Linked DNA regions of Mus musculus: region 1 is linked to region 2. A link is a contact called in public promoter capture Hi-C data. All regions are on one chromosome and are shown on one strand. The core of a region is the stretch at or near the end of the contact, and the rest is flanking DNA. Distances in the headings are between cores, read along the strand shown. Region 1 overlaps Derl1 (Der1-like domain family, member 1). Region 2 overlaps Sntb1 (syntrophin, basic 1).

The links. Promoter capture Hi-C pulls out the DNA fragments that hold promoters and counts their contacts.
Region 1: a promoter capture Hi-C map of liver shows a contact between it and region 2, with 5 times the contacts expected there. The contact joins two enhancer-like sites. A contact is called at or near these places in 2 of 39 promoter capture datasets (frontonasal cranial neural crest and liver).

What each region holds. Positions count from the first base shown.
Region 1 is chr15:57,879,125-57,882,854 of GRCm38.p6, forward strand. It overlaps Derl1 (Der1-like domain family, member 1), which reads right to left. Exons shown (of 8, transcript NM_024207.4): 3 at 876-940. Among named protein-coding and RNA genes, the nearest start is that of Derl1, 11 kb to the right of the region's middle. Within about 2 kb of position 1,942, at least 40 of the 459 cell types and tissues checked have an H3K27ac peak or open chromatin away from gene starts, as enhancers often do. A contact at or near this core is called in liver, where this site is marked.
Region 2 is chr15:55,774,933-55,778,836 of GRCm38.p6, forward strand. All of the region lies in intron 2 of Sntb1 (syntrophin, basic 1), which reads right to left. Among named protein-coding and RNA genes, the nearest start is that of Sntb1, 130 kb to the right of the region's middle. Within about 2 kb of position 1,794, at least 4 of the 459 cell types and tissues checked have an H3K27ac peak or open chromatin away from gene starts, as enhancers often do. A contact at or near this core is called in liver, where this site is marked.

The DNA of each region.
Region 1 (3,730 bases), core at 692-3,191, 2.1 Mb after region 2:
CAAGGCTGAGCTGCTCATTTCTCTCCAGTGAACGTCACTACACTGTTCCAAAGGAAAACACTTTCTAACTATCAGATTACTCAAGATATAGGAACACACAAAAGTTCTGATCACTGCAGAAATATCCACTCGCCAGTACAGTCAGTAGAGCAGGAGACATGGAAATGAACAGCCTCACCATGACCTGCTCACCTGGTATCTTCTTCTACACCCTACTACTATTTTACTATTTAGCATTCAACTACAGGATAGACAGATCTGTGCATTTGAAACAAATGCTTACACTCAGGGACAGCTTTTTTTTTTTTTTTTTTTTTTCTCCATTCTCTTAAAGGAGAGGGAGTATTCCAGGCCTTTATGTTTCTGGCTCTTGATCAACTTTAAACAGTCGTCAGGTCCAACTGTTTGCTTATCAATAGTGCCTCACACAGAGATAGACCATGCCCAGAGGGGGGTGCTTTATGGACTAGATTGTTATTTAGGACCAAAAGATGGACAGCAACGAAGTCATGAAATGATGCTGGCTGTAAATTAATTTCTGGAAAGAACCAGAAAGCTGTCTTGTGGCTGGCATGGAATATCTGTGCTTCAGTCAACAAACTGTCATCCCAGGGAACACAGAGAACTGGGCTCAAGGAGACAGCAATAAAATTCCACTGAATATGGATAAAAATCCCAGAGACTCCAGTGAGAGAAGGCATCTCCAAAACATGGGATTTACCCTGGCTTCAAAGACAGAACCTGATATTCTCATTATTAACTATAGTTTTTAAAAGGTATCAAAACTGATTTAAATCGTTTTTAGAATACTATTTCCCAAAACCTTAAAAGGGAAGTAGGGAGTTCATTATGGCCTGAGCAGCCCTGAAGGATACAACGATGCAGATCCAGTTAAAGAGAAGCATGAATAAATAGTCTGCTGGCCTCCCGTCAAAAGCTCCTGGAAACAAACACAAGGCAAACATCAGGCTTTAGAACTGGGGAACAAAGTAGCCTCTACAGAGAAAAATACTTTAAAAATAATACTGAAGACATTTAACATCACTTCTTTAAAACAAAAAGTGTGACCTTTGGGACATAGGAGCACCTATCTGCAAAACAGAGGACTAAGCAGGATAGCGTGGACGACTCCTCTCTACGGCAATGCTCACAGCAGCACTAGTCACGGCAGCCACGAAATGGATTAAACCAAGGGCCCATCAACATTATCTATATAACTGACAACAATGAGGGATGAACTACATCTACATGCTACGTAGGAGAACCTTAAAATGACACTAAGTAAAAGAAACAGTCACAAAAGATCACAGATGGTATGATCCTATCACAATTATTACAAGAAATTACTAGTACAGGCGACTCTAAAAAGCAGAAAGGGAACAGAAGTTTCCTATGGCTTGCATGGAAGATGGATTGAAGGAAATGGGCAATACTAACAGATATAGACTTTAGAGGCAAAGAAATGTTGTAAATGGATTATGATAATGGCTGCACAATTCTACAAACGTATTAACTGAATTTAAACTCAAATGAGGAAGCTAGATGGGATGTAAGATTAACATCCTCCACTGGAATCCATGGAAGATGGGAGCTGAGAGCTTCCCTGTATACTAAAACCTACAAATATCCACAATCCTTAGATAAAATGGTATAATATTTGCATAGAACCTAGATATTCTGACCTATACTGTAAGATAGATCACATTCCCTATGGTCCCTTTTACAATGTAAATTGTGTACCACCAGTTGCTACAATGTGTTGTTTAATAAGTAATGACAAGGAGGAAACTGTACAAGTTCAGTAGACTTATTTTCCAGCTATTCCAAATGTTTCAGGCAGCTGACTCATGACACAGAACCCACAGATAAAGAGAGCAACTTTTTATCTCAAAGAAACTGTTTCAAAAGTGCCTCTCAGTTTCAACATTCCAGAGCGCTCTGACTGGAAATAAAGGGAAGCAACTTCTAAAGATAAAAGCAAACAAAACCAACCAGTCATCTAGCACGGCAGGTTCTCTTGCCTGTTTTTCATACACAAAATATTACAGCAGCTTACGTTATCTGACCAAGTTAATAAAGTGGGTAAATGGACTCAAAAACACAGATAAACAAGAGCAGAAGGTGGCCAGAGAATCTCACAATTATATCAGATCTAGCTCCACATCAGAAAGAGTCCTTAAGGCCTGACTTCAGAGCTATGCTGGGTAGCAATGAGTGAAAGAGAATTATATGTGACATTCTGCTTCAAATAACCAAGGCAAGAGCGCTGATACAGACAAAACCAGATATGATGGGGGGACGACAGTCAAGGAGACTCACACCAACATATACCACAATATGAGTGAATTGTAACAGGAGTCTGCACTAACAAAGCCAACACTGAGTTAAAGAAGCTGGTCACAAACTACATTAAACATGGCCCACACAGGCAAATCCACACAGGAAGTAGACTGGTAATAGCCAGGAGCTGGGGGAGGGGTACTTTGGGTCTACTACAGGGGTGCTAATGAAAACATTGTGAAATTAAATTGCTGTGATGGTTACAAAAGCGTTAAAAAAAAACACTGAATCATAGGCTCACAAAAGGTTAAAATGTGATGTGAGATGAATTTTTCTCAGTAAGAAGAAAAAGGTTCACTGGTCTTTTTCTCTAAGAAGACCCTGTATATGTTTACATTTTCCATAGGAAAAGCTCACAGCTTGTCACGGATCAGCCACACTTCACCCAGTATGTACTACACTGGTGTTTAAAGTAAGAGCTACTCCAACAACTTCATCATCACTTAGACGAAATGGAAGAGCAGAATGCTAAGCGACTGCTCCTCACTGCTCTACTCAGCACTACCACCAAGAACTGAACAAGGGAGAGTGAAACCCAAAGGTTCTGGGAGGCAGGAGAGCCCTGGTACACTTCAGGAGGGCTCTGGTATGGTGGTGGGGCCTAGCACATTTATTGGGGGGGGGCGGTATGTGTGTGTATGGTATGGGCATGTACATTAGTGTGCATACAAACAGAGGTCAGAGGATAACTTGCTGGGAGTCAGGTCTACACTTGCACCATGTGGGCTTCAGGAAATTGAATTCAGGTTGTCAGCCTTGGTGGCAACAGCTGTGAGACAGAGGCAAATTTTCAAACACTTGAGCAGACTCTTAAGGACGATTCAGAAACCTGACCTAAGCAAGAGCCAGCAGTTGTATAAAAATCTCTGAAGTCAGCCAACTTTGCAAATCACTTACATTTAACAAAAGTGGATCTGTATTTTGACTAGGGTATCAATTTACTGCTTCCTTGTATAAGCAACTCAAGCTAGCATATAAGGTATTGTGGAAATACTTAATTCAACAAGACACTTGTAAAGCACTGGATTGCTTCTCTATTATATCATACAAGATGGTATATTTGGAAAAACTACCGCAGTACAAATCCTGCCTTAAAGCTGTTGTCTACATGTAAACACGTAGCATATGTATACTACATGTGTAGTATATGCATGTGTGCATGTGCAGGTGCCCATGCTGCATGTGTGAAGGTCAGAGGTCACCATCAGAATCTTCCTCTATTGTTCATCACCTTATTTTTTGAGCAAGGCCTCTGACTGAAAATGGACCCCAACAGCTGACTCCTCTAGGTAGAGAGAGCCCCCCAGGATCCTCAGGGGTCTTGGTCTCCAGGCACTGGACTGCAGGCGCACAAGTGCCACACCCAGCTTATCTGCGTGGCTGAAGGGTT
Region 2 (3,904 bases), core at 544-3,043:
GAACGACTGTACCAGTTTAAGGCTTACATTAAAACCTTATAAAGTGAGGGAAAGGGAGGGGAAGTGGTCATCTGCCACACTGTTAGGGCTTCGGTGTTTCTTAGTAAATATTCAATAACTTGATTGAACTCTTAGCACATACATGACAGTGCTGATGACTTGGTCATGATGGGACAGAAATGTTTATTCTGTGCTAGTGAATGATCACAAAATCTCTGTCAGTTAGCATGATGTCCATGAAGAGGGATAATTTGAGCTTAAGGATATAAAATCTTTACTGCTATTTATTTATTTATTTATTTATTTATTTATTTATTATTTGATAACCACAAAGAACTGCAGCACAAACTTATGTGTTTCTGTTTTCAAACCACATCTTCTCTACAACACAGAAGTTGCAAGGCAGCTAATAAGCAGTGACTCTTAGCTGTTATAGACACAGGTTTTAATAATATTTCATGTCTTTGATGACTTCATGTAGATTAATGCAGGTTGATTCCAGTTAGCTTTTTTCTATTCCTTGGATTCAAAACCTATAAGCCCATGACTCAAAATAGTATAGTCACCCACCCATAACGACACAGAAAGAAAAGGTGGACATCTGTAACAGAAGATAAAAATGATCAAAGGACATGTTCAGTGTTGCCGGTTGCACACGGACATCTGACAGCTCTGTACCCAGGAACAACCACAGCAGGCCTGAAAACCCTGGAAGCCAGCAGGACTGTGGGACTCTTCTGGGATCAACAGGGAATATCTAGGTTCAATTTTCCACTCTGGCTCAGCCGTCCTGCTTGCTATAATAATTTTATTTCCCGCATATATGACAGTAATGTGGGAAAACTGTAGCTTCAGAATTTATTGGGGGTATTTCTGTAAGACTGTATGTAGCCTGGGTAGGATCCTACATCTCTGTAGTAATTAAAAGCCTACATCTGTGCTTCCTGGAGAAATTAAAGATGCTATTTTCAAACTGACTCTATTCTTCAGAGTGTCAGCTTTATAGATATAAGATCAGACAGAAATGTATAAAGTCATGATGTGGTGTTCATTGACTGAAGCAGTGCTTTATAACTGTCAATTTATTTAAAAGAAATGAAAAACAAAACCAAATAAACAAAGAACCAAACCAAACTAAAACAAGCAAACAAACAAAATAGGCTATCCAACACTTAGCAGAGACTAAAAATTTCCTAACATTTCTTCATAACACTACAAGTATCTTCTGATATTCTGAGTAAGGCCATATAGTTTTTTTTTCCTAAGAAGAGGGAAACAATACAAAGTTAATCATCTTTTCATGACTGTACAATACATAAAGAAACAAATATATATATATATATATATATATATATATATATATTGTTAGAGGGCTTGAGAAAATAGCTCAAGTTGCTAAGTGTTTACTGTATGCCATGGGCTAGGCGAACGTCAGGTTATTTCCTTTAACTATTGTACATGCATAGAGCATCACCGACCCTTAAAACAATCCAAGAAGTGAATTGTTAAAAGTCACTATGATAATAAATGGAAAAGCAAGTTCTCAGACCTAGTCTGGCCTGGCCTGAAAGTTAATCATCTTTTCATGACTGTACAATACATAAAGAAACAAATATATATATATATATATTGTTAGAGGGCTTGAGAAAATAGCTCTGTGAGCTTCAATTTCTGGATCTGGTGTCTCGTTTCCAGGAAACATGGAAACATTTTCCTGTGGTCCGAATGTTTCCTAATACGGCAGCAATGAGACCAAGTTGCAGTGCTTGGCATTGCTTATGTGTTTCCTAACAGAGACTTCGAGAGTCCAGATGGACAAAGAGAGCACCTCACACTGGGAGTGAAAGGTCACACAGAAGGGACGGTGAGTAATTTGTCATTTTAGAGGAAAGTGAATTAGTATTAAGGTTTTGTGGGACATCTGGTTCCTCCTGATGCATAAGCATTGTTGATATGTACCTCCTTCCCTCTCTCTCTGTTTAGGCAGTACCTTTTCATAGTAGATATTTCACTACCAAAGCAAGCTTGATATGGTGACAGCAGCCTTCTTAACTGTGTCTTCTGCAACCCATGGCTTTGCCACATTGGAAGAAGTTCCCTTTAAACCTCTTACACTTTCCCTGGACAGTATAGTATTCCGCTCAAATCCTATTTAGAGCTTTGTGACACTGACCACTTCCTGATATATTAGATTCCTATAGCTTCCAATTTGCCCCAAATAAACTGTCTTATCTTCCATGCATCATAGTAGTTAAAATGAATCATTTTGTTATTGTTAAAATGGGTTTCTAGCTGGGCATGGTAGCCCATGCCTTTAATCCTAACACTTGGGAGGCAGAGGCAGGCAGATGTCTATGAGTTTGAGGCCAGTTTGGTCTACAAAGCAAGTTCCAGGAGAGGCAGGGCTACATAGAGGAATCTTGTCTCAAAAACAAACAAACAAACAAACAAACAAACAAACAAACAAACAAACAGTCTCATTTAGCCCAGGTCAGCCTGGAATTCACTACATAGTTTGAGGCTGGCAGTGAACATTGGACTTCTGATCTTTCTGCCAAGTTCTGAGATTACAGACATGTTCCACCACATCCTTCTTTAAAAAAAATTCTTTATGGAACTCTACAATGGGGTGTGACTTACTATTAAACAAGAATCTATACATATGATTTGGGGCTATCCAAAGTGACTTCTCCATTGAAGTCAGAGTTTGGGTTATTAGCATGTTCTCATGCCTTGATTTGTATACGTCAGACCTGACATCAAAGAGATGAAATTCAATACCATTCATTATTGAGACATGGTCTCATTCTAAACACACTATGTTCTTATAATTAATTTTTTGTTGTTGTCTGGTTTTGGCTCTAGATTCTTAGTTTGACTTGCTCTGTGTTCCAAGATCCCAAATTCTACGTATTAAGTGATGCTATGTTGGCTTCCTGGACTCTAGCTTCCATTGGAAGCATTAATGGGAAGATGTGAAAGCAGAAGAGAAATGTTGGAGCAGTGGCCTGTCTGTCATCTGAGCTGGGACTCTCCCAGTTCCAGAGCTACTCATCTCTATTGCCTCCTAAGCCTGGGGTGGTAACAGCTTCCTGGGGCTGCTAAGATCTGCGTATGTGTTGGTTCTTTATGTGTGGCTATTCAAGTAAATATTACTTGTGCTGCCGAGTCACAGTGGGATAAGGTTCATCTACAAAGACGATGCTCAGGAAACAAGAATGCCCCCATGTTAAGTGCTGTCTGTGAATTCTTCAAGGATGAAACTTGTATCCTAGCATTGAGACTGATAGTTTCTCGACCATCCTTTTGTATTCAACGAGTGGTTTCTCGTGCTACTGTTAGATATTGAACAAATGTAAAAGCAAACCATGGCATACAGAGTAGAATTTAAATAAACAAAGCTACTTAAGAGTTGAGACTTGAGAGACAGACAAGGCTGGGTATGGTGACATATGCATGTCATCTTGGCACACAGAAAGGAAGCTACAGCAAGAATATTGAAAATTCTGGGCCTGCCAGGCAACGTCATGAGATTCTATCACCAAAACTAAACTCAAACAAAATGAAACAAGGAAACACAAATTCAATGAACCAACAGTATCAAAATTCACATTCAAGCATCGTTTAAGAACAAAGGAGGCACACACTTTACACCATCAAGCAGGAATAGCCACAGTAATGTGTGTCCCAACTCCTTTCCCCACTCAGGAAAAAAAATTCCGCACATATGGAAAGGAAGAACAGGGTCTCTATGTGAATTCCCATCGTACTGTTGAGTCGCTCGCACAGGGGATACCTGCTTGAATAGAGGGTGTCTGCATGATAAGTCTGGGGTTATTTTCAGAGCCATCATTATCGCGGCTGGAAAATCCCAGGGCAGTTATTTGCAAACCAAATGGAGTTC